Linked DNA regions of Mus musculus: regions 1, 2 and 3 are each linked to region 4. The links are chromatin contacts, called in public ChIA-PET, Hi-C and HiCAR-type maps. All regions are on one chromosome and are shown on one strand. The core of a region is the stretch at or near the end of the contact, and the rest is flanking DNA. Distances in the headings are between cores, read along the strand shown. Region 1 holds the start of Chst10 (carbohydrate sulfotransferase 10). Region 2 holds the start of Rev1 (REV1, DNA directed polymerase). Region 3 overlaps Aff3 (AF4/FMR2 family, member 3). Region 4 holds the start of Aff3 (AF4/FMR2 family, member 3).

Region 1 (6,444 bases), core at 698-3,197, 270 kb before region 4:
CTAAACTATAGGACTCTTAACCCACAACAAGACAGTATGGAGATACAACTGTAGCAGGAACTGCAAGGCTGAGTGGACCATGGAGCTGAGTCATCTTATACCCAGCGGTGTCAGACAGAGGCTGTCTTTTAATGTCCTGACTCAAGTCAAACATGAGCTCAGGTCTCACTGGGATCTTTGAATGAGACAGAGCCTGCTTCTTGGTTCAGGCAGGCTTACCTCAAAGAATTAAGGACCTAGAGACTCAACAGCCACCCATGCCACTCAGAGCCAGTGGATCCCATTTAACATTGCAAAGAATGACCAGCAAGGACAGGACAGTAGAGAAAAGCTAGCAAATCTTTATTGAGGCAGACAGAGATGCAGAGAACTCACAAGGAATTTGCCAATGTGGCCTTGGCTGGATCCCCTTTTATACTCAGAAATTAAGCCTGATTGGGCAGAGCTGAGAGGCTCCTGTCTGTCTGAAGTGAATGGATGTGGAAGAGACTGGCTCAGGGTGGGGGGAAGGTAAGAGACAGGTCAAGGCTCAGGAAAAGCCTGATGGTAGGAGGCCAGCTGAGGAAGACCCACCAGAAGTTCTGGGGGAACAGAGGAGGGGTGGCAAGATGAGGGAGGGACTGAGGAGTCAGGAGGTGAGGTGGGCAAGGGCTGGCCAGCCATTGTCAGGACAAAAGTCAGTCATAATCTTCATAAATTGGGCCTTTTAAAAGTCACAGCTTCTGAGTGAAACGTACAGAAACTGGACTTCTGAATCACACAGAAGCTGTCTTCTCGGAGCCTGGCCCAGTACTCCTGGGCAGGAGAACAGCCTTGGAGATAATGGGGTCTACTCCCCATTCACTGTCTGTGTTGTGTTCCTGGGGAGGCTTCCTGTCTGCAGATGACTCCTTCTGACTGAGATAAGTTCACTGAGAAACCAACCCTGCCAGTTTGTAAAAGTTTTTCTCCAGACATTTCTTAACCAGTTCTCTCTCTCTCTCTCTCTCTCTCTCTCTCTCTCTCTCTCTGTGTGTGTGTGTGTGTGTGTGTGTGTGTGTGTGGAGAGAGAGAGAGAGAGAGAGAGAGAGAGAGAGAGAGAGAGACATTCTCTGTGTAGACCTGGTGGAAGTTGCTCTGTAGACCAGGCTGGACTAGAACTCAAGAATTTGCCTACCTCTGCCTCCCTATACTGGGATTAAAGTGAGCCACCATGCCCAGGTAACCAATCAGGGTTGTTAAGAAACTATGAATGGGGCTGGAGAGATGGCACAGCAGTTAAGAGGTGGTACCACCTTTGCAGAGGACCTGAGTTCAGTTCCTAGCACCCACACTGAGTAACTCACAATTCCCTCTTAAGTCTTGCTGGAAGGGATCCCACACTTTTCCTGACTCTGTGGGCCCTATATTCAAGTATACACACCCACACAGAGATGCAAACATAAAAATAATAAAAGTAATTTTAAAAAATCTATGGATAGAGGAAGGTGTGGTACCTAGCATTTACCATGCCCTGCATCCCTGAGGCTGAGAAAGGAGGATTGCCTCACGCTGGAGTCCAACCTGAGCTTCGGAGTGAGTTACAGGTAAGCCTGCACTCCATTGAGGCATGGTCTTTTAAAAAAGAAAAAACAAAATAAAACAGAATAGAAACAAATGCAAATAACTAAGGAAGAATAAAGATTTGTACTATACCAAAGCTCAAGCGATCTGACCTTTCCTCAGGTCAAAAAAAATTTTTTTTTTTAAAGAATGATTGTTGATCTACTTATGTGTTTCATTGTCGTTGACATTGTTGCGTTTTCCTAAGTTTTGGATTTCCTTTGCCTTCTCCAAGGTGTTTTCTGCGCGGTGCGGCTGGGTTGCTGCATCTGTACAATTTCTCCACAGGCCAATGGGGACCAGGAGGCCTGGGATGGTGGGTGCGCGGTGCGTCCTCCTGGCTTCCTGCAACGTGGACGCGCGCGCGCGTGCACAGCGGTGGCGGCGACGACGCGCAGGACCAGGCCCACACTCCCGGGCGGCAGTGGGCGGCGGTCTTGCACCCCGAAGCTCGCACGCGCCCGGCTTCCTCCTTCCGGCGTGGCTGCACCCCTGCACCCTGCAGGAGGGTAGGCGGGTAGCGGTGCGGAGGTCTGGGCAGAGCCCGCCTCCGGGGCTCCGGGGACGCCCACAGGCCCCGCGAGGCCCGAGCAGAGCGCCAGCGGCTGGGAGGAGCGCGAGCGCCGATGTACGAGGGTGAGCTGGGAACTCGGGGGTGGCGGGTCTCAATGAAGTGCTGTCCCCCACCCCTTTGCCGGGTAGACAGAAGGGTGGTGGACTCGGTTTTCCTCAGCGAGCTACCTCGGTGTGTGCTGTGGCGACTTAAAGACGTCCCTGGATGGAGAGATTCCTGGGAAGAGCCTTCATCACTTAATTATGCAACGAGGCGGCGTCCTTGTGCTGGATGCAGTGATGAATGGAATCGATGATACTTGAACCATCCATCGTCTACCTTTGCCACCCTGGGATGGAGACTTGCGTTTGTAAATGTGGGGTGGGGTGGAAAGAGGAGAATGTTTTCCCACTTGGGTCCCAGGAGCGTGCTGGGAAGGAGGACTGGAGGGAGGAACCTGTGCAGCCTTTGCGAAGGAGCGCACGGTTGAGCGCGGCTCCCGGGGCGCTAGGGGAAGGAGTTCTGCCTGCGAGCAGGTCCTGCTTGCTGGCCCATACCTTCACCAAGAGGTCTGTCAGAAGTTGGAGGTCTAGGCATCAATTACTGCACTTTCTGGCTGGAAAGATGAAACAGGTTTTCCAAAAGCTGGTGCTTTTTCGTTCTCCAAGTCTATTCAAGGCAGGAAAGGGCAGGGCAGTGAATACAAAGTAGCTCAGCCAGGCAGGTTCTGGTTAGCCACAAGGAGTTGGGTTTTTGCGCTGGTCTATTGGAACTGCCAGAGCAGGATATGTCTTGAGACATTCTTAAAGTGAGACAGCTCAGCTTCGTTCCCGCTTGCTGATCACTAGCCACGACTTCATCTTTTCTAAGTGACTGGGTTAAAAAGAAAAGACACAAAGAGAGAAATGACTTTCTACCTTCAGTGGTCCCCAGGATAATTAGGACATAGTTTATCTTAAAGCAGAATTGGAGTTTCAAGATGAAAAGAAAAATCTTCACATGTTTGCTCTTGACCCTCAAGAACAGAAGAAATTCCCAAGAAAGCCGCCCCCTCCCGGAAAGGAAAATAGAGTTTTGTTTGTTTGTTTGTTTGTTTTGTTTTTGCAAAGTTGAACAAAGAGCATCAGAAAACACTTGCAAGTATTCTGTGCCACTTGCAGTAATATTTGGGTCCGTTTTGAAGAATTAGGAGAGAGCCAGGAGTACGGTGGGGAGAGAGGACTGACTATATAAGACCCTGAACTTGAGATCTTCTGAACCAGACAGTTTTCTCATCACACAGTCTGGAATTGCTTAAGCTATGTGAGGCGAACTTACCATTAATTTTAATACTGAGGTTTTCCTGTTTTAGAATAAAGGCCATTGTTTGTTTATTGTGCCAACAGCCCTACCTATGATTTCTCTAATGCCACCAGGTTGACGTTTATTCCATTATTCATTTATCAAGTGACGTTTGTCTAGAATCTGCCAGATGCTAAGGCTTGACAGAACCCAGAGTGTATCTGTCATTGGAATAACTCATGGTTCTGTATAAAAAATTATTTACCCAACATTTAGCAAATAAAACAGTGGAATTGGATTATTCATGATAAAATATATTTCATTAATAATTTTAATTTTCTTACTGAATCACAGAGATGGTTCTTAAATAGCTGGCTCTTATGCCACATTTGAAATACATTCTTGCTTATCAAGAAATACAGACGCTACCTGCTTTTTGTGAGGAACCTGTTCTAGAAAATATGCATGAATATTCCAACTGACTGTTTCCCATAGAAACTAAGTTATATTAAGAAAATTGACCTAACTTTGAGGGGTGGTTTTGGTCTTTTGTTTTTGAGATGGGGTTTATGCAGCCCGTTCTGACTGCAAGCTGTGCAGCCGAGGATGGCCTTGAATTCTCACTGTTATTTCAGACCATCCCACACAGTGACAGAGGGACCATAAACCTCAAGAGGAACAAGTCCAGCTTGGCAATGTGACGCCTCCAAACCCAGGCCGCAGATGGTCCGTGATGGAAAATGTGAACCCATCAGGTATTTAAGATCATGGCTTTTCAATATCTGTAGTGCCTCCTGTCTCTCCGATTTAGACATCTCAGGGACATAAGCCCCTGCTGATGGCTGTGTATGCACACACTCAGAAATGGTTCCTGAAATGGCGTGCATTGCAGCTAGTGCTGGCTTCATACCCGATGTACAGTCTCTGGACACTCTCCCTTACTCCAAGCTTCTGCCTCCACCACTCTTGTATCTCTCACTGGACAGAGTTAGGATGTTTTCTTCTGCTAACCAAGGACAAGCGCATCCTTCTAAGGCAGGGTTGGGAGGACGGCAGTGGAGAAGACAGAGGGGAATTCTGAACTACGGTCCAGAAGATCATGCACTGTGAATTTAGAAGCTCAATGGCCTGTGATAGAACTCTCGATGTAGACACATGCATACACTGTTCTGTGCCTTAATAAGTTGTAGTTTGATAAATTTGTTGCTACGTCACAATTCAAAATTGAAAAGTATGGGAGGGCGGGTAATATCCCCTTGTTCTGGCCTCAGGTCTGGTTCTCTCCTCCCCAGGGTCCCTCCAAGCCTAGCAGCTCCTTGGTATTACCAGGTTGTGTGAGGTTTCCTTTGGATCTATCTGGACGTGCTGCCAAAGTTCAGCATTGTAACTGTGGAGTCAGAGGTGTGGTGGAGTAAGGACCCGGCCTCCACCTCTTCCACAACTGCCCGAGGCTTACAAGGGACACTGACCTCCTTGTAGTTTTCAGAATTCTAGAACCTAGACTTCCCATTCACCTCTCCCTCATTTGCTCCATTTCTCCTGTCGCCAGTTTTTTGTTTGTAATCAAAATTAGCTTTCTTATAGCCGAGTATGCATTCAAAGATGCAGGTTCAGTTGTTTTTTTCCCACCCAGGTGTTTAGTTGGATTCGTTATAAACAGGGAGCTGAGATCTGCATGTGGTCTTGGTATGAAAATGTTCAGGGCTGGAGGATTGTTCTTTTCTGGTGTTTGTAATTGGTGCACGCTTTTACCTTATTTATTTTGCACATACCCCGTGCATGCGTGTGTGCTCTCAGGAATCTGTGCCTCTGAGTGTGTGTGTGTGTGTGTGTGTGTGTGTGTGTGTCTTTACAAGTATATATGTGGCAAGACACAGCATGTGGAGGTCAAAGGACAACTTCTGGGAGCCAGTCTTTTCTTCCAACGTGTGACTCCCAAGGATTGAACTCAGGTCTTCAGGCCTGTTGATCACATTTAACCCTGAACCACCTCACTGGTCCAATCTGTGCATTTTTAAAGGCTGACATCAAAGAATTGGGAGTCACACAGCACTAAGGCAAAGAAGCTGCATTGAACGGGAGCTGCAGTGCATGGCAGGCCTGCCCCTTACTGAGTGAAGAGCTGGTGGTATGTACCAGAAGTCCTCAGAGCCCTGGTAGGATGTGAAAAGGAGCCGCGGATCAATTGGGGTGATAAAAATGTATTCAAGCTTAGAGGGAGATGCTGGGGTTAGGGGGCAAGCAACAGTCTGCTGAATAGTAACTTTATGTCCTTTAAACTAGTACTGAAAAACAAAGACAAAACACCCAGGTCATTCCTCACTCAATTAACTGCAACATAATTTCTTCCTACCTTTGAGAACTTACATTCAGACTAGTGAACCAGGGTACAAAGCACCACCAACAGAACTGAGAAATCTCATCTCTGCCGGAGAGCTGAACCCTATAGAACTAACAGGAGTCCAGGATCTGGCTTTGTGCTCTGTTATCAGGGTGCTGCCTGAACTAGTCCGTTGTGAGAATGGCCGTGCCCTGTCAGTCCTGTGGACTGCTTGCCCCCTGCATACACGTGTCTATCTCTTTGCTCACCCTTGAATGCTATAGCCAGCAGCAGCTCCCAGTTACCTAGATATGGCCCAGAGATGGTGTCCCAGGCAAGTGGGCATGCCCAGTGTTGAGAGTGGTGGCAGGCATGTTCTCCACTAAATCTGTCTCTCTGAAATGAATGACCACTACTTTTAACACCACTCTATCCCCCCTCCTCCCCCAGGCCCTAGCTTTCCCGCCCTGACCCTTCCCAGTTACTGATCTGCACAGATCTCTCACCTAGCACATGAGCCTCTCTTATTAGCATTCAGTACTAGAGCAGAGAACATGTGTTGTCGCTGTGTTCCAGGGGGCTCTGACGGCAGTTGGTGTATTCCTGAATGAGTGACTGGCTAAAGCCTGTATAAACAGAGTTGACTGGGCCTGTGTGCCACAGGACCTTTTTAAAGAGCGTTTTCTAAACCAGCTAGGCATGTGATGGA
Region 2 (5,964 bases), core at 3,262-5,761, 500 kb after region 4:
TTGATGGTTAAGGACATAAGGTTGGTAAAAGCATTGTCAACTAGCAGCCTATATAGAGGAAAATATATTTTTATATTTTACTAAGGAAAACACCTGGCTGTTACCACTCAACCAGGTCATTCCACTTGTGGTGAGGAAACTATCCATTTCACTATGATAGACTATTAAGTGTAGAGCAGTGTGCCTGACATGTTCCTGCCAATGTAGCATTGGAAAAATAGTGAGATTGTCCCATAGTCCCAAGTTTGAGAAGTGGTACATTGACCAGTGGCTCCAGATGTCCCATTAGTTAATAAAAATCTTAGTCTGGGTTTTAAGTATATTACTTTTTTGCCCAATGAGTTGCCAAGCTGTTATGCTATACTTATGTGCCTTTATTTATTTGCCTATATTTATTTTGGCATATGGATGATGTGAAAAAAATGCATTGAGCCATTATTGCTAAGAACAGAGAGAGTTTGAGAACCCCGGTTAGTAGGGTAATAATCACTGTATTAGAATTCAATACATTGGATGATAGTCAGTCTTCTCACTTGATGTCATCAATATGATTCTCTGAGTCACTGTTTCCAGTCCTGGGGTTCACTCTTTTTGACAGTTTAACTACTCAGCTTCTCTGGAAATCCTGTCTCTACTTTCTGAGTGCTAGGATTACAGGCAAGCACCCATCCCTCCCCAGCTTTTATTTAAGGGGTGTTAGGGATTTGACCTCAGTTCCTCATGGTTGTGTAGCCAGTTCTTGACCCCCTAAGCCTGCTCCCCGCCTCCGACTCTTGATGATTTCAGTCTGTAAGGAGATGAACCTTCTCTGCTCTGGCCCTTCATATAGTTGATCTTCTCCTTTACAATGACTTCATCCTCCATCCTGTATCTATAGCGAGGCTTTCTCAGACCCACCTGCACTGTAAATAATGACATGAAGTCTTCTAGGCAGTTTAAAGCTTAGGCCTTTTGCTTGGGCCATCTTCCAGCTAGCTTATCTAATTTAACTGGACTACGTGCCAACGATCTGCCACGTGACTGGCTGCAGCTTTGCTTTCTTTCCCTTTATCATTGTCTTTGCCTGGAAGTTCCACCCCCTACTTCCTGCCCAGCTATTGGCTGTCAGCTCTTTATTACAACCAATCAGCATTGAGATAACCTCTGATAACAATTCTAGATTGCCTCTAGGTTGCCCGACCTTCAAGTATCTGAACAGGTGTGGAATTTATATACTTAGGAATATAAGGCCGGTGATGGGCCACGGAAATGACATTAGCGATATCCTGCCAGCATTTAGCCTTCTGCCAGTACAGAATTAGCTGAAAATACAAAGACACACCTTTACACAAAGTGAAGAAAAGTTACTCCAACAATCATCACACGCTAGTGCCTAACTCAAAATCCTTTGAAAGGTTTCTTACCACCCACCAACCAGAATTATCATTTGACTAATCCCACCACCCCAGGCAAGTCCCTTTTCTTCCTCGGCTTAGGTTCCGTGTTGAGTCAATATAACTCTGCTGCCTCTGCCACCAACATCTTTGTCTCTTTCTCCTTTCATTGTAGTGTTTGGCAAAACCCATGTCCTGGCTAACCTGGACTATGACAAGACCTCAGTGCCTCTCACAGCTGCAGAGTGACAGATCACCATACTTCACAGAACTCTTCATTCTCCCATCCTCCATTTGCCTTCCTAGCCTATGCCACTCTCGGCTTCATGTTTCACAGTTTCTAGAATGTTCCCTGGTCTCCGTTCCTCGCCCATGTGGCTCCGGTGTTTCCCTAACAGAACCAACCTCTCAGTCCGTACTGCAACTTTCCTCGCAGGTTCCCACTGTGCCTGCAAGATTGCCCTCAGATGGTAGCCCTGAGCCTAGCCTGCAGCTGTTGCCTCTCACCACACTAAAAGCTTTTTAAAGACAGGAAATCAATATGTTTGGCCACGGGCATACAGGGTGTACCATATGACTGATTACTCGTTGGGTCACAATGAATGTTGTGAACTGTGTTGGTTAAATACGAACCTGAATGTATGTTTGAGAGTGTTAAGTCCTGGCAAACCAACTCTGCTTTCAACACCCTCCGTTCACGTGGGCTTGAGCCACGCCCTCTTATTATTTCATCTGTCAGCATAATGGATGGAATGCTTTGTAATAATAAGCACTACCTGGCCATGTAAGTCACTGTGAACAGACCACTGTCAGGGGTTCCAGAACAAACTTTAAAAGTATATATATATGGAATTTACTGCCAGAGGCCAAGTGAATGTGTAGCAGAATTCATGTCCTTTTATTCATAACCCTAAAAGGGCCATTGACCTGCATTCTTACGGGCTTCTTAAGGTGTCAGAAATGATTAAATTTTTTTAAAAAATCAATTTTAATGAAGCTTAGGAAAGGAGTGAAAAGGTACAGCTCCCCCAAGGATTCCCAAGTGTGGGGCCCAGATGGGTCATCTTAGGTGCTGTCTCCAAAGCCTAGCTCGCCTTCGATAAGGAAAAATATAGACTTTATAAAAATAAATAGATGGGCAAGTGAATCTTGACAATAAAGTTAAAATAAGAACTTTCTGAAGTAGATAAAAATAAACCCTGGGCAAACTTGTTCGTAACACAGACTCTAGAATTTATCTACCGTTTATTTCTTCTCGCCTCTCGGTTCTGTTTGTTTTACAGAGAAAGACATCTTCTTTCCACTTTCTTTCAACTTGACACAAGCTAGGGTCATCTGGGAAGAGGGAACATCAACTGAGAAAACACCTCTATCAGAATCGGCCTGTGGACAAGTCTGTGGGACAGATGATTGATGTGGGATGGGCCAGCCCACTGTGGGCGGTGCCCACCCTGGGTGGGTGGCCTTAGTTGTATCAGGAATAGAGGAGCAAGCCATTAGAGGCAAGCCAGTGAAGTGAGCAGGGCTCCTGAGTGGTCTCTGCTTCAGTTCCTGCATCCAGGTTCTGTCCTGACTTCCCTTCCCCGTGGGTTGTAAACTGTAAGGTGAGATAGGCCCTTTCCTCCTTAAGTTGTTTTTTTGGTAATAATGTTTGTTGCAGCAAAAGAAAGCAAACGAGGATGGGACAGTTTGTTTATTTGCTTGAGAAAAATACAGAAAAAGTAATCTTTGATTATGAAAGAAGAGGAAAAGTATTCACAAGTTATTTTTCAGTCTCAAAAATAAAGTTTTGGTGTTTTTCTCATTGGAAATAACTGCTGTGTAGAGACAGTTTTTCAAAACTCCTCACAAGCCTCATTTCCCGCCCAGCGGTATTTCCGAACACAAGCTGGTGGTGTTGCAGCTCGTTCTGAAACTCCTGCAGTTACACTGTATCTAGCTCTTCAATTGTGGGTCCAGAGAAACAGAGCTGGGAGGGAATACTGAAGTTGAATTCATAAAGGAGAGCGAGCAAGTGGAGCAAAGGGGGAGAGGTTAAAATCGAGACAGATATATATATTTCCCATGTACATATACATACACAGAAAGAGAGAGAGAGATTTCGATTATCTCCTGTCTCTCTGGGAAAGGAACCTCAGGTTTGCAAAGTCAGTTTTAAAAAGAGTACTACTGTTTTCTAAGTGCCTGCAAACTCCTTTCAAAAGTCTTAAGGTGGGGAAGGAACAAAAGTGTTCAGTCTAGGGCGAGGAGTTGGTTGGCTTAATGTTTGAGCATTCCAACAATAAAGACTATCACAATAACCATGCAGTCTCCCATTGAACAGACACTACAGAGGCGGGGGAAATGGGCCTTAAGAGACTGTTTTTTTTCTTTTTTGCTAGGTGTATTTAACATCCACGAATAAATTGTGTAGCTGCTGGTTTTTTGTTTTTGTTTGTTTGTTTTTAACCATCACAAGGGAAAGCAATTTTCTTCAGGTCTGTGTGTTGCAAGTGGGAAAGGCAGGTAGAGCACAGGACCGGCAGTGGTAAGATTGTGAGGGACGTCGTGTCTGGACACAGCCTAGCTGGCTGCCAGCAAGTGACCTGGCATTCCCGCAGACCCGTGTGGGCCGCGGTTCTCCGCTCGCCGACCGAGCATGTGCTAGCCTGTGAGCGTCCTGGCCGCCGCTAGGTGGCGCCGCACATCAATCGGAGCGCGGTGCGGCGACGCGTTTCGCGCCTCGGCCGACCCTGCGCGGTCGTCTACCCGGTTAGTCCCGGCACCCGCGCCCTCCGCGGCGGCTGGGGAGCCCGGGCGGGGCGGGGCGGGGCGGGGCACGGCGGGGCGCGGCTGCGCGTCGCTGCAGCACCATTAGCTAGCCGGCCCCGGCGGGAGGCAGCGTGGTGATGCGGCGGGTCCCGCGCCACCTCCGCCCAGCCAGCCGCACGGTCACGTGCAGCCGAGGCGCTGCTCTCCACCCCCCCTCCCCGCGGGCGCCGGCGCGAGAGGAGGGCGGGGCCGGGGTCGCCTCGGGCCGGGCGCGAGCAGCGCGCGTGCGCCGCGCCCGGTGAGTGCGTGCGGGGCCGGGCCAGCGGGCCGCGGTGTGGATGGGAGGGGGAGCCGGGCGCGCGCCAGAGGAGCGGCGGGGGAGGGGCGGAGCTGCCGCGGAGGCGCGAGGCGGGCGCAGCGACTGAGGGAGCGTGGGCCGCGGTGCGGTGCGGTGCGGCTGGGCGGCCGCCTGACCGGTTGCCTTCCCCGGCGTTCCCCTCAGCCGCGGGGAGGACACTGAACGACGGCGGCGCCCGCGAGGCCCGAGGAAGCGGCTGGGCCCGGGCATGGTGGCCTGGGGCGGCGCGGAAGGTGAGCGACCCCCGGGCCGGCGGGTGGGGGAGGGGTACCGAGCCTCCGCCGTCCCCGCCTCCGCCGCACGAGCGGCCCGAGGCGCCGAGGCCGGGGGCTCGCGGTGCTGCCGCGAGGCCTCCTGCCTGCCGCGCCGCGTCGCCCCTGCGCCTCCGGCCGCCGGGTTATGTAACGCGTGACCTCCCGTTCCCGCTCCACACCCGGCGCTCCGTCGCGCGCCGATCGGGGCGCCCGCGGCCCTGCCTCCGAGTCCCGCCGCTGGCGTCGCAAGTCACCGGTTCCTCCTGCGCCGGCGCCTGGCCGGCCATTCATTCCCTCGCGCGTTCGAGTGTCCGCTCCGCCAGCGTTTGCAGAACGTGGCAGGGGGCACCCGGGGCCCGCGCCGCGGGTCTTCGCTCGTCCCCGGTGCATCGGCTTCTCCCCTCTGCCTTGCTCTTAGGCATCCCGGAGGCAGTGTTTCTCTCACTCCTTTTCCCTTGTCACTTATCTGTCCCCTTCATGTGCAGGACACCTGTCCCCAAGTGTTTGTACAGGTGCTCAGTTCACACTTGGGTGTGCTGTTATAATAACAGTCGGGGTGCACCGAGGGGGCACTTGTTTGTTTGGAGACTCTTCCTGTCCCGGGTTTGCAAAGCCCGGACTTTCCTGTAGTATCGTTCCTTGATTGTTTAAAAAAACACTACAGGTGATACATGCCTAGGATTTCACCGTGTGTTTTTTGGTGTTTCTTGGGTATAAAGTAGAAATGGTATGTAGATAAAAACAAGAGACCTCATAAAAAGGATTTGTAACTATTAAGGGCTATGTAACAGCTCTTAAATTATTTGCTTGGTCTCTGGCTTCTCTAGTACCTGTTCTTCCTTTACGTAGAGTAATAATACCACAATCTTGTTCCTATGGAGTGCGCATTAGCTCAGCTTAGCAAGACTCCATAAGTTTGCTTTCCCATATTGACCGGGCTTTGCCCAGGCAAATGCTGCTAGAATACCCTTCCGGCCCTTCCAGTGCTACCTGTGATGGACACTTGGAAGCTTACCTGGAGCTCTCCATCCAGGACTTCAGTCTGCACGAGTGCACTCGTTCATTGCTTAGACTACTTACTTGCCATTTTTCTTGAATTTCTGTTTTCTTGTTTGTGTCTTGTAGGTCCTTTGAGGTCAGTATGTACCAAAATCGTGTATCTTGTCATGAAACTTTACTCCTTTTTATGGTAAATAATGCATATTTGTTCATTTTCTTAAGGGTGGGA
Region 3 (6,580 bases), core at 273-2,772, 360 kb after region 4:
GACTCGCTGCTTGTGTCAGGATGCATGGTGGTGGCTGGTGACCTGTGGAAAGGGCCCTTGTAGACTCTTCAGAAGTGTCCTGCTGTTCATTGCCTTGTACTCAGAAGATCATGGAGGAGACAACTTCTCCAGCCCTTGGGCTGTCAGAGGGCCTGTATGAATGTCATGTGACTCAAGACTAATGGCTGCATGACTCTTAGCAGAATTCTGCTTGCCCTTCCTCTGTCTTTACCATGAGCATCCCCCAGCAGGCCGGAGGACCCAGCTGGGCTCCAAAGCCTGGAAATCATTGAACAAGCACTTGGGGAATTTAAACTTCCCAGGGAGCAGCCCCTGTTTGGTTCTGTTTTTCTAAAACTGCCAACTCGGAAGGAGGCCATCTCATCCTGAGATTGTCAGGAGGGTTAATGTTTGTGATGTGACTCTCTGTTCTTCCCTAGGTACATCAGAGAGAAACCACATATAGTATAAGGGTGTGAATAGAACTTAAACACAGACCTGAAAGATGATGTTTCAGTATTGAAAGACTTTGGCTCTAAGTGTCCGAATCTCTTTGTCCCTTTCAGAACTCTGGAAGACGACCTTAAGCTAAGCAGTGATGACGAAGAGGGTGAGCAGGTAAGACTTTCTCATGTGTAGATGAGGCACAAATGAATGGACACAGACACTGAACCAAGCTGGTCTTCCATACTGGACACTGTACTGCCATTGATGGATTTCTGTGTGTTGGTCCAGTCTGTTGAAATGTCTTGAGCTCAGTTCCCATTAAAGGATTTCAGTCTGTGACTTTTGTTTTTAATGGCATAGACCAACAATCATGTTTCTAACAAAACTAATAGAATCAGACTTCCCTCAGAAACAGATCCTTCCTCCCTCTCCCCTTCTTTCTTTCCTTCCTTCCTTCCTCCTCCTCCTCCTCCTCCTCTTCTTCTTCTTCTTCTTCTTCTTCTTCTTCTTCCTCCTCCTCCTTCACCTCCTCCTCCTTCTTCTTCTTCTTCTTCTTCGTCTCCTCCTTCTCCTCTCTCTCCTCCTTCTCCTCCTCCTCCTCCCCTCCCCCTCCCCCTCCCCCTCCCTCTCCTCCTCCTCCTTCTCCTCCTCCTTCTCCTCCTCCTCCCCCTTCCCTCCCCCCTCCTCCTCCTCCTCCTTCTCCTCCTCCTCCTTCTCCTCCTCCTCCTCCTTTTTCTCCTTCTCCTCCTCCCCCTCCCCCTCCCCCTCCTCCTCCTCCTCCTCCTCCTCCTCCTCCTCCTCCTCGTCTTCGTCCTCCTCTTCCTTCTTCTTCTGGCAAAGATAACTGGCCTTCTCGAGATCAAGCATGTGACCTTACACACATTAGCATGCAGCAAGGAGGCCGTAGCATTAAATATTGAGAAGCCTTATACAGACGTTATTAACAGTGAGAAGGAATGAACACAGAGGTGCTCAAAGATGATGAATAAAAAATAATCAGGCACAGTCTCGGCTGTTTGTCTGAAATGATAAACGCGCTGCAAATAGTCTCCCTGGCTGTTGATTCACCAGCTTGAGACATCAGTCAGGGGGGCTATAAATAGTCTTCTGATCAGTCAGTTAAGGTGAAAAAATACCCGCTTAGCATTCATCACGTTCGCTTCTGCATCTCGGGGAAACGTTTTTACTTTAAAGCAGATTTCAAGAGCACTAGAGACAGATTCCCCTCCACTTCCTTCATCTGCCCCACCAGCTACACTGTTGGGTTTGGATGAACAGGACAGGTTAGGAAGACAATTTAAGAGTTCTCTTTTTTATGTCATCTTCATATGTTGGGCTAAATGCATGTGCCAGTCAATGGATTTTTGAAATGGTGAACTTGATTCAAAGGTACCGTGAAGTGTTGCGCACGTGATTTGCTGTCTAGACATGCAAATACAAATAATGTTTATAGACGGGAGGCCAAAGTCAGTGGAGCGTGGGCTGGGGGCAGGGAAGACGTGCTCCTCTTTGTGAGACAAACTAAGGCACACAGATGAGCCAGGACTCCGGGAACCTGGGGACCTGGTTGGCAAACCGAGAGAGTCCCAGGAAAGGGTGGTTAGCCGGGCAGAAGGGGCCTCAAGCTTGGAGGCCTTTAGCAGTGGGATGATTTGTTTCTAGGTGTCTAACGCCGGCAGTCAGACACCTCAGCAGCCACAGTAGAAATTCATTTCTAATTTTGTTTTCTCATCTGTGCGAGCGACTAAGAAGAAAATGATTTCCTCTGTGTGTGTGTTTTAAGCCACTGAGAGGCTCAGCTAGGTACCAAATGGGCTAAGCCTTCTCAAGCATGCAATCTGTGTATGGTTTCTATTAGGAAAAGGATTCACGGGCTAAAACATTCCCAGAACTATCTGCAGGAAGTACTTCCAGTGAAAACGCAATTTAAGAAACTCGTTATCAACGCTGAGCTATCACGTCCTCTAAAGGCAAACAAATCATTTGCTTTGCTGTCGGCTTTCCAGTCTACACGGGCGACACTGTACTATGAATACACATGTCGGACTGTTTATTCTTGCTTTTCGACCAGACCCTAGTGTGTGTCTTACTCCTTTTGTACAAGGAGCACTCGGAATAAATGATTTTTATACAGTATTTCCCTAACTCATTAACAAGACTCCAGACAGTGGGGTTTACATATGATAATTTAAGTTAAATTGTCAACATTAATTAGATTAAGTTGTTCTATTTGGGTCCAAAGTATACTCTTGTATAGTCACAAAATTGTGACTCCCCCACTCTTTTTACCGACAGGTCTATGCATGTAGATACTGTATTCTGTTTATTCTGCCTTGCACCATGGCGAGCTCACTTTTTGACTCAGCTGAAGACAGTGATAATGTCCCCTTCACCCTAGAGTCCATCCCTTGCCACCAGTTCATCAGGGAAAGGATGGGGCCCCTTGAGTTCTTCCTAACCCATGATTGGCTGTTGGCAGGCCCGTTCTCATGCCTTCCCAGCTTAGGCTACTGTAGCTGCTGCAGGATCGTGGGTTTGTGACTGGTAGCTTACACCCGGAAGGTAGTGCTTGACCGCCTACTCCCTGACGTCCAGCTTGATATTCTTTCCTCCCTGTCTTCCCCGGTGCTCCCCGAGCCTTGGAGGAATTTCCCTACTTTTAGAAAAAGACTAACGATAAGACTTCCCCTGAAAGCATGTAGTCTACATGTATATGAAACACATTTTATTTCTCTGACACCATGAGACGATGACACATTTGTTTCCAGGTATAACCAGAGATCGCCTCCTTCCCAAAAATCTTTTCAAAAAACCTTTGCAGTTTTTTTCCTTCCCTGAGAAACTACCTGGTTGTCTTTATAAATATTGGTCCAGCTGGCCTGTGTGATCACCTTAAAAAAGAAGAAGGAGGAGGAGGAGAAGGACAAGGACAAGGACAAGAAGAAGAAGAAGAAAAGATGTCCCTAAGAGCCTCAGGTTGCCGACTGTCAACCTCCCACTCTGGTGCATTTAACACACATTTTTTCTGGCTTACCTCCCAACCGCCATTATTCTCTTAGAAGACAGAAGCTGAGTTGAGGAAAGATGACCACTGAAACATTACTGCAGGCTCCAGGTCCCTGCTCAGCTGCTGAGGCGCTCAGCAGCATTGGCCCAGCTATCCAACCACAGAGTCCTTCAGTGCTCCACTTGTGAAGTTAGAAGTCCCTACGTCCCTTGCTCTTCCTGCTACTGTGACAAACGCCTTCAGGAGCAGCTCAAGGAAGGTTTATTTGGGCTCACACCGGAGGTATACAATCCAGGATCATGAGGCCATGTTACTCCCACAGTCGGGTGAAGGTGGATGATACCCAACATGGATCTCTGGCCTACACACACGCACACATGCACACACAGACATACACGCACAAACACACATGAATGCACAGGCATACAAATATATGAATACACACACACATGCTCATACACACATGCACACAAGCACACGCACGAGTGCACACATACACACACATGTGCACACACACAGGTGTACACACATACACATATGCACAAGTGTGCACACGCACACACATACAAACATACATGCATGAATATGTATTCACTCACACACATGTACACACACACACACACATGCTCATCACTTTATACAGCCTTTGATGGAGGCATTTGTATTGCGTTGTATAGACACTGCCGTCTTATGCTTCTTCTCCATTAATAGCCTATAGTTACTTCCGTCGAAAACTTGACAAACATGGAATCTAACTCTAACATCTGGGGTTCTGTGGCAGTGCGTAAGAGTGTCCCACAGTAGCCCAGACAGACCTCAGACTTGTGACGCTTGTCATCCCTCAGCTGCTCAGGTGCTCAGTGCTCCTAAGGTTGGGAAAGAGCCGAGTCCTGTCCTGTAGTTCCTCATCTCCATGCTGAGCCCCGTGGCTGACCTCATCTGCCTGCTACATCTGGTCTCATCTTCCTCCTGGGTTGACCTCCTTCCCTCCTGTCACAAGAGCGTGCTGCCAGTCCTATCAAAAGTTTGTCCCATTTCCTCTGCAGCTTTGGAACTCGTTCTTTGTTCTGCCTTTCCCCTAAGGATGACTCTCGCATCACATTCTGCTACTCAGAAACCACCAGTACCCAAATACCCAAATACCTGTCTCTTCATCCCTTGCCTTACCAGAAAAGTGACATTGCAGTGTGCCCCTCTCCCTCACCTGTGCCCCTCCCCACCTCACCAATGCCTTTCCCTGCCCCTTGCCTGTGCTCCTCCCTTCCCCCTCACCTGTGTCCTTCACCCTTTCACCTGTACCCCTCCCCCACTTACCTGTTCCCCTCCCCCAACCTGTGCCCTTCACCATCTCACCTGTACCTCTCCCCCCTCACCTGTGCCCCTTCCCTCTCCCCCCACCATGCTCCTTCTAGTGTTTTGCCAAGTGCTCAGTCTCCACCAGGTATTAGAGTCTGAAAGGATTCCTTCCTACTTTTTACTTTCTAGTTCTTGTCTTTGGGCATCCTCATGTCCCCTCCCCACCCCCAGAGACCTTCAGTTTTTCTATAATGGCAACTTCTATGCAGTCTCAACTCAAAGCACTCTACCAAAATACAGACATACTTAAGTTTTCTATTTGATTGTCTCACAAACATTCCAAACTCAAGCCATGCCAAACTGAACTTCTGGGTTCTGCCACCCCCTGTTACTCAAATATGTTTGTCTTGTGGTTGTTCCCTTTTTCAGACCTAGCATGCCCAGATGCCCACTGTTCAAGCCTAAACCCACAGGATCCAGTCTTGATAACACCTCGTTCCTCATTCAAACACTCTTTTCTTCTCTGCCTTCTATAAATTTAACTTCCAAAATTAAATATTAGTACATCAACCCCTTCCCATCCTGAGTAGTTTAAACCAGCTTGTGGGAACTGTCACCTTGTTCTCTGACATCTATAATATAGTTTGTCCTCAGTGATCTTTTAAAAATGTACATCAGATCAAATCATTACTTTTTTTTTTTGAAGTTTCATTTATGTGTGTATCTCGATGCTTATATGTGCACTTCATGCATGCAGTACCTGACGAGGCCAGGAGGGGCATCATATCCCCTAGAACTGGAGTTAGCAGGCACTTGCATGCTGCCCAGTATGTGTGCTGGGAACCAAACACTGGTCCTGTACAAGAACAGCAAGTGCTCTTAACCCAGCTAGCTCTCTGGCTCCCAAATCATTTTTTTTTTAATCTAAAATCTGAAATGAATTTCCTCTCCCACCTGGAAAGAAATGCAGGGGTCCCAGCATGGCCCCCACTAACCTGCAGTCTGGCCTTGTTCATGCCTCCCCTTCTCTCCCAACTTCCCAGCACTTCCGCATTCGTGGGCCCTCCTTCAGCTCCTCCAACAAGCCATGCCCAGCTGCCGCAGAGCATCCAAAGGCTTCTGCTGTGTGTCTTGCCTGGTTGACACCAGTGCATCCCGAAGGTACAGCATCATTTCACGTCCTCAGAGAGACTCTGGAATGTCCTTTTGCTCAGTAATATTACTCTTTCTCCTGGACCTCACCCTAATTTCAACTATACTGTATGTATTCACTTTTAACGGTAACTGCTCCTATAAACAAAGCTGGAAGATCCCTGAGGACAGAGACTGGCTGGCTCAGTAGACACTCTGTCTGTTGAACAGATGCATAAATAATCACAGGGCGCTGTCTTAAATTGAGACCCGTTCCTACAGTTCCTACTAGTGTCCAGAAGCTGAGATGATCTTTGTCCTGCCTTTGTTGCCCATTACTAAATCCCAAACATTGAATGAATGACAGGAAAAAAAGTATAAGGCTCAATATCATAAAGCAACCATACATTCACATATAGCCTTGACTCGCTGAGGACTCTACACCATTCCTTACACACTCATCATGCCGAGCACTATTAGAATGTAAGTTCTGTAAGCCATCTCAGGCTGGAGTCCCCGAAGCCGAGAGACCGGATCTCCTCACTGTCCCCTCGCAAAGGCACCAGAATTGTACTTCTGTTTACTTGATAAGTTGGTTGTGACACCTTTGAAATGAAAGCAAGCTGTCATCAGACTGCTTCCACTCGGTGAGGTTCGAGCAGACCAGAGAACGACATTTCTTGTTTGGATGTGTATGTC
Region 4 (6,676 bases), core at 528-3,027:
AGTTTCTACAGCGGATTTGATGCAGACTCTGCCTTCACTTAGCGATTGATATTTTCACATTAGTTATGGATGCTAATAGGGAACTATTCCAAAGCTGGGGGAAGAAAAGGATGGGGGCCCGAGAGCTTTGCAGTTCTGTTTCCGAGAGCATAGAACTCTAGTTGGCTTTTTGGCAGTTTATCTACCTGCGCCCACGACTTCGTTAGTTCTCCTTCAGAGGTGGGTGAAATAAAAAAAGGGGTTGCTCCTAGGATTTCTACCAAAGGGGCTAAATTTTTGGCGGCCTCACATGGTGGCTCTTCTTGTCTAGAAAAGGAACAAAGGCCGATACACTGCAAAGGCCTCCCTTAGGGCATGCGGGGTTTGGTGTAAGTGGTGAGCTTTGCTCGGTGCTGCTCTCTCCAGGAATCCTGGGGAATCCTGAACAGGGCTCCAGGAACTGGGGCCAAGAGCATGGGAGAGGGGAACCCCATGCACCACCCCCGGGGCCAGCATGGGATCCTCAATTTTGAGGGCAGAAGCCCAGAGATGGAAGGATAGACCAGCTCTACGCCTCCAGTCCCCACTCTCAGAGTGTATATAATAATGAGCGAGGGGGGAGCAGTCTCTCAAACCAAGGGAGTAATAATAGCAAGGGTTTTATTTTTTTTACAAGCCACAGTGGTACTCTATCATCTTTCCAGCTGACAATCTGCCACTCTCTAGACAGGAGAGGAGGCGGCGGGAAGTTTGTAGTGGAAACCCAGAGAGGCCTTTCCAGTATGAAATAAAAAGAAAGGAGACTGGTTTCCAGGGACTGGGCAGCTGAGGGCTAGTGGGATACCCCTCGTCCTCCCAGCCCCCAGGCTAAACTGCAGCTGAAAGCAGGTCTTGGAAGACGCTTCCTTCCCGCCTCCTCTTTATTTCACTTAAGTTACTGGCTCCAGATATTTGAAACGATTTGTTTTCAGCGCTGCCGTGGGCTGCACTGTTAACTCTCACCGCGCCTGGGGCGCCCAGGGCTTTTCCTTCCTAGCGCCCACCCCAGATCTTCAAGAGTGCACACCTCCAGCCGCAGCGCCCTGCGGGTTCCCCTTAATTTGCGGAGGACCAGAAAGTCCCAGCTGGACACGGGGCGAGGGCGAGAGGCAGGGGTCTGCTTTGCTGCAGGCCGGCCTCGGCTCGGCACGGCATCCCCCTGCCCTCGGCGCCGCTGCGCCGCTCCCTTTGGCTCAGAGGACGTCCCCCGCAACCCTCGGGGCCACTGAGGGTCTGGAGAGATGGAGGGGCGCGGGTGAGGAGGGCGAGCCGGCAGTCCGGCCCGAGAAAGGGCGCGGGACCCCGAGCAGCCGCACGGGGAGAGCGGGGAGCGCGGGGAGCGCAGGGGCGCGCGGGGCGGGCGCGGCGCGGGGCTCAGGACGCGCGCGCGCGCCTCGGCCTCGCCCGCGCACACGCGCCTCCCGGAGGAGAAAGAGGCGGGCGGGCGAGCGGGCGGGCGCAGAGCACCGCGCCGGCGGCTGCAGCGGGCCGGGCCGCCGCGAGGGAGGGGCGGAGGGGCGGGCGCAGGCCGGGAGGGGGCGGCGGCGCGGCGAGAGAGCGAGCTCGCGGCTCTCGGCGAGTGTGGCTGCGCGCGAGCCGGCGAGCGGGTGAGTGCGCCGGGCGGGCCCGGGAAGCAGGGGCCGCGGGGGTGCCGGGCACTGAGAGCCGGGGGAGGGTGACTGGCGGGCAGGCGGGCAGGCGGGCGGCGGCGGCTCGGGCGCGGCCGGGATGCACCTTAGCGGGCGCCTCTCGTTGCAGCGCGCGGGCGGCCCGAGGCTCGGCAGCGGCGGCGGCGGACACGGCGGCGGCGGACACAGCGGCGGCGGCGGACACGGCGGCGGCGGCGCTGACACCTCCCACCATGGACAGCTTCGACTTAGCCCTGCTCCAGGAATGGGACCTCGAGTCGCTGTGGTGAGTCCCGGTGCTGGCCGCTGGGGAGCCGCGCTGGCCCCGCCTGCCCTCACCTGGGCCGGGACTCCGGGTGCCCGGCCGCCGTGGGGGTGGGGTGGCTCGGGGACACCCGCCTCGCTGGCCGGCTCCTTCCAGCCTTGGCGGGCTGGATGCTCGGCCGCCTCCCCGTGAATTCGTCGGTCTCCGGTTCCGTTCTCTCCCCTCGGTGCTTGCCTGCGCTAGCTCAGGGGGCCGGGGTCTGGCTGCCACTGGAGGAGCGCAGCGGTGGAGGGGAAGAGAACCGATTTTTAGAACGTGTCACTGATGCCTGAGAGCCCACCCCTCATCTCGCAGCCCCTCTCAGCTCCCTTCCTTCGGATTGTGCTCCCCTCCAGCTCCCGGAGAGCCTCAGGCTCACCACCCCTGTGACCCCCTAGAGTTGGTACCTCTACGAAGTGCCCGGAGAGGATGCTCTCTAGCCTTGCGCCCTGCCTGCTCCCTGCTTGGCGTTTGCATCCTTCCTCTGTCCTACCTCACTCCCACTGGAGATGGAAAAGTGAGCACCCTAGGCAGGAGGCCAGTGTGTCTTGGTGCCCGAATTCCGGAGGCCTTGGCCCAGGGAGACTCATTTCCCGGAGGTTCTCGGTTCCTTTGCACCCTTTCTTCACACATGCCCATGGCTGAACTCCTCACTCTTTTTGTCAAGCTCAAAGCTGGCAGCCTGGAATGCACTTGGGGTTCCAGTTCTCGCTAATCTCGCATTAGGGAGAGCTGCTATAGGTAAATCACAGGTAGATGCAATTTAATTCTAGTTGCGGTTGTCTGAAAAATCCCATTGGCTGCTTCAGCATCCCTCACATTGCCCCCACCCCTTAAATGTTTCCAACCAGCCCTATTCAGGTGGTAAAATTACTGCTTGTATATTCCTGGAGGAACTTGTGTTATGTTTAATATTTACGGGGATGAACATCTGCTGGAACAAGCATATTAACTGCTTTCTGTTCTGCCTCTGGTAATCGCTGATTGTAGAGCTGAGCAGTTCCCTTTTTAATTCAGTAAAGAGTTCACATGTGTCAAAAACTGCAAGTGGTGTGCACATGAATATGCGATGCACAATTTTAAAGCTAAACTGCTTTATGATTTATGACACATACCTCGATGGCATGTGGGCATGTGAATCTCCATAGTGACTTAGGCTCAAAGTGACTTTATTTTCTTAAAGACAGGTGTAACAAAATAAACTAGACACAGAGCTCACGAATTATCGGGCAGTTTCTTATAGAAGATCCGACGGTGACTACAGCTTGCTCTGCATAATGCTAGCACCTATAAAACACACAAGGATGGGCTCCAATGTAATAAAACTTGTATATATTACACTGGCAACTTCAAAGAGCTAGTGTAGAGAGAATATGGAACATGTTATTACTCTATAAAAGTTGCTAATTACTGTGTTGCTGCTCCTGGGGTTATTCCAGTCTTTCATTTACAGATACCTATTATTTTACAGGTTTACCTTTTGAAATATTGGTTTCTGGCACAAATTCAATAGCTTCCCAGATAACAACTGCCTTTTAAAAATGACTTTTGCTTTTTAAAATCTAGGCAGGCTTGTAGTTAAAGGGGAGAACTTATTTTTTGGACGCATGTTTATGCTACTTATCCACTTTCTGGTTCAAATTGAACTCCTGTATGGTTTTTATAAGTTGTATTTTGAGATTATCAGTGGTAATGTGTAGGCCTTTTTGGCAAGGGCTCAAGGTGTGTCTTCAGTTCCCAGTAAATTATCTTGAATACTGTCAAAGAATGCCTGCTGAATTGTCTTTAAATTTTTAATATCCTATTTATTTATTTATTTATTTATTTATTTATTTGACCATATCTCTCAACATAGTCCAGGCTGGCCTGAAACTTGCTTTGTAGACTGGGCTGGCCTCAGACCACATAGATTTTACCTGTTTCACTAGTGCATTGAGGACATTGCGCCACCACAGCTGGAAAGCATTTTTTTTTAAGCCATTGCACACTCAATCAGATTTGTAAGCAATATATAGTTTCTTGGCTTAAGAAAGCATGTTAGATTTCTTGATTACAGTATAGTAGAACAGTTTGGCTTAAGAGAATGTTTCTTATTTTGTGGATATAGAATTTACATTTACAAAAGGTTATCTTTAGGTAAAGTTAAAGATAAACCAAAAAACTTGGGTTTGCATTTCAAATATGTCAGACATTCTCTTAGTTATGGACCAATTTTTGCATGACATTTCTAACTCAATTTTAGGATTTGCTAAAGACTTTTATGTTTACAGTTCAGTTTCAAGCTCATGCATGATCAAAAACATGTAGTCTCTCTCTCTCTGTCTCTCTCTCCTTCTCCCCCTCCCTCCCGCTCGTTCGCTCCTCTCTTTCTCCAGCTCTTGTTTGTTTTTGAAAGAAAGTCTTGGTGTGCAAGTTTCACACTCAAGGTAATTATCCTGCCTCAGTCTACTAAGTTCCGGGATACCAGGCATGGGTCCTTCATGCCTGGCATACTTGATTACTTTCTATATGTCTGATATTCCTATATCTGTTATCTTCTTGTTTGAATCTGATAACATCTCAAAAGTAAATGACAGTACTCTCATTTTATAGATAAGAAAATACGAGTTTTAATCTGTAACTGTGCCAAGACCAAAAATGACAGCAGGTATTTTAAGTCTAATATTTGCTACATACTTGTCAGAGGCATGGCCATTATATGTCCTAGGTCATTTATTCCCCAACAAGAAACTTACCATGTACGTACTGTTGTTGGTCTGATTTTTACAGAGAGGAAAATTGAGGATAGGTGATCAGGTAGCTTGTCTGAGTTTATACAGCTCTGCCTCAATGAAGAATTAGCTTCGAGGTCCGCTTTCTGATATCAGGGCTATGCATTTTCTAGAGCCCCGCAGATGTCTTCCAGCCGATGAAGAGCGGCTTTGCAGGAATTACCAAGCAAGACCCTGACATCTGCAAGTTAAGGTTGTGTCAAAATATTAAAAGAGAAGGTCAGAACCTTAAATGGTATTGATTTAAAAAAAAAATCTGAAAACCAAATGCCATGAGTTAGGAGTGGTGCCTGTTAATTATCTCATGAAAGGAGATATAAATTTTAAATAAAGACCACTGAACACATCTGTTTCATCATAGGGGAAAAAAAGCACCCATCTTTGAAGAGAGGAGGTGCAGATTAATAGCCAGAGACTCTTATTTTGGTAACAGAACAACTTTTTCTAATTGGTAGACATGGAATCCCGAGCAAACAAATTGCACTTTATTAGTTTTGACTCTGGCTTTGAACCCAAGTATGCTTCTTGTACGTGCGGGAGGACGAGTCTCACACCACTATAGACAGTATATGAAACAAAAGTATGACCAGTGTGATACAATCAACTGATAGGAGCTTCCGTGTCTGTCTCCTTCCATACTATCACCCCCATACAGAAGCACCCATATTTGTATCTCAGGGTTGATCTTTCGTGCAGGACCTATCCGATAACTGATCATTTCAACTGTCTGTTAAAACGGAGATGGATGTCCGTAAGAAACATTTTTAAGCTGCGCTACTTCCGGTTTCTACTCTGAAGGTCAGAGATGCAGAGAAGGGGCTCCTTCTGCACAGGAGTCTGCAGCTTCTGCAGGCCTGAGCCCTGAGCAGAGGCAGTTATCCCAGGGAGCAATGCCTCCCTTTGGTTCCCTCCTGCTCTTTCTCTAGAGGTTCAGTCATTTTGGCTCAGCTGCTACACACATCAGGGTCTCTAAAGTGATGGTCACCCCTCCCGACAGACTCACTGTTGCTTTTGTTTATTTGGTGGCTGATGTAGGGGATGAGCTGGGTTGGGCATTCCTCCTTAGTTTTAGAGTTGGACAAGAACATAAATGCAAAAGGCAGTTTTCTGTTCCAGAGAGTCAAAAACCGACTACTCCCATACTTGGGACTGGGGTGGATAGTAGATAGGCAATTTTTCTTAATTTTTATTATTATTATTATTTTAGTTTTTACTTATTTTTTAAAAGGCTTCCATAGAAGAGGTGGCCTTTGAAATAAACTTTGGGAGATGAACTGGCTTTTACAGATGGTGGGGGAAAATGGCATAGGGGCATCTAGAACAAAGGCTTTTTGGTTTTTGTTTTTTATTTTTGTATTTCTAGGAGTGCTTTTTATTGATCACGGTGGAATTACCTGTACTGTGTATTTTAAACACGCAGCCTGGTCATCATGAGATGGTTTGTCAAACGTGAAAAGTTTTCCAAAACTAAGTTATATTTACTCTTCTCTAAATAAGAACACCTTTTTATTCCTAGGGAGAAAGTCAATCAAGATGGAATCATAAATATTAATAAGATCTTGTCTATTAGTCGCTTGACCCTCACCCCCACAGACTTTACATAAGCCAGAGTCCCTACATTTCTGTTCACACAGGCATTATACACCCCTCAGGTCCAACCCTATGGGATTGTAACCCCTGGGGCAAGAGAGACAGCTCAACAGTTAAGAGTGTGTATTGCTTTTCCAATTGATGTGAGTTCAGTTCTTAGCACCACAGGAGGCAGCTTGTATCCACTTATAACTCCATCTCTAGAGGAATACAATCCTCTCTTCTGGTCTCCATGGGCATATGCAGCATACAACCACATGGACATATCCACATACATACAACAAAAATTCAAAAGGGAAAAGGGATTGTAACACATGGATGTTTCAAATCAATGTTCATGTGGTAGGCATTGCTATTGGACAGGT

What was found. A called contact is a pair of places that touch in the nucleus more often than the background predicts. ChIA-PET counts read pairs in DNA pulled down with a chosen protein or histone mark. HiCAR-type assays count read pairs that join an accessible place to other places.
Region 1: a contact with region 4 is called in an RNA polymerase II ChIA-PET map of memory CD8 T cells, with 7 read pairs. The contact joins the promoter of Chst10 here to the promoter of Aff3 in region 4. A contact is called at or near these places in 3 of 39 promoter capture datasets (embryonic stem cells, hippocampal neurons and stem cell-derived epiblast-like cells), 1 of 484 Hi-C or Micro-C datasets (embryonic stem cells) and 1 of 115 datasets of contacts at active chromatin or transcription factors (memory CD8 T cells).
Region 2: a contact with region 4 is called in a HiCAR-type map of embryonic stem cells, with 4 times the contacts expected there. The contact joins the promoter of Rev1 here to the promoter of Aff3 in region 4. A contact is called at or near these places in 13 of 39 promoter capture datasets (the 3T3-L1 cell line, 3T3-L1-derived adipocytes, the HPC-7 cell line and 7 more), 4 of 484 Hi-C or Micro-C datasets (embryonic stem cells and stem cell-derived cardiac mesoderm), 6 of 115 datasets of contacts at active chromatin or transcription factors (astrocytes, embryonic hindbrain, embryonic stem cells and 2 more) and 1 of 9 other capture datasets (embryonic stem cells).
Region 3: a Hi-C map of cortical neurons shows a contact between it and region 4, with 1.8 times the contacts expected there. The contact joins the enhancer-like site here to the promoter of Aff3 in region 4. A contact is called at or near these places in 1 of 39 promoter capture datasets (embryonic stem cells), 4 of 484 Hi-C or Micro-C datasets (cortical neurons, embryonic stem cells, nephron progenitors and 1 more) and 6 of 115 datasets of contacts at active chromatin or transcription factors (embryonic forebrain, embryonic stem cells, fetal liver and 2 more).

The regions. Positions count from the first base shown.
Region 1 is chr1:38,893,663-38,900,106 of GRCm38.p6, reverse strand. Chst10 (carbohydrate sulfotransferase 10) reads left to right here and starts at 1,947. Exons shown (of 7, transcript NM_145142.2): 1 at 1,947-2,217; 2 at 4,051-4,170. The coding sequence starts at 4,149. It overlaps Gm51581, which reads right to left and starts at 3,497. Exons shown (of 3, transcript XM_030243909.1): 1 at 3,452-3,497; 2 at 2,474-2,705; 3 at 1,157-2,390. The coding sequence starts at 3,497. The coding sequence ends at 1,757.
Region 2 is chr1:38,128,213-38,134,176 of GRCm38.p6, reverse strand. Rev1 (REV1, DNA directed polymerase) reads left to right here and starts at 4,511. Exons shown (of 23, transcript NM_019570.4): 1 at 4,511-4,715. It overlaps Gm5099 (predicted gene 5099), which reads right to left and starts at 2,094. Exons shown (of 6, transcript NR_151587.1): 1 at 2,007-2,094.
Region 3 is chr1:38,263,748-38,270,327 of GRCm38.p6, reverse strand. Aff3 (AF4/FMR2 family, member 3) reads left to right here. Exons shown (of 22, transcript NM_001290814.1): 9 at 567-618. Among named protein-coding and RNA genes, the nearest start is that of Gm16150, 48 kb to the right of the region's middle. Within about 2 kb of position 1,522, at least 11 of the 459 cell types and tissues checked have an H3K27ac peak or open chromatin away from gene starts, as enhancers often do. A contact at or near this core is called in cortical neurons, where this site is marked.
Region 4 is chr1:38,622,345-38,629,020 of GRCm38.p6, reverse strand. Aff3 (AF4/FMR2 family, member 3) reads left to right here and starts at 1,777. Exons shown (of 22, transcript NM_001290814.1): 1 at 1,777-1,932. The coding sequence starts at 1,880.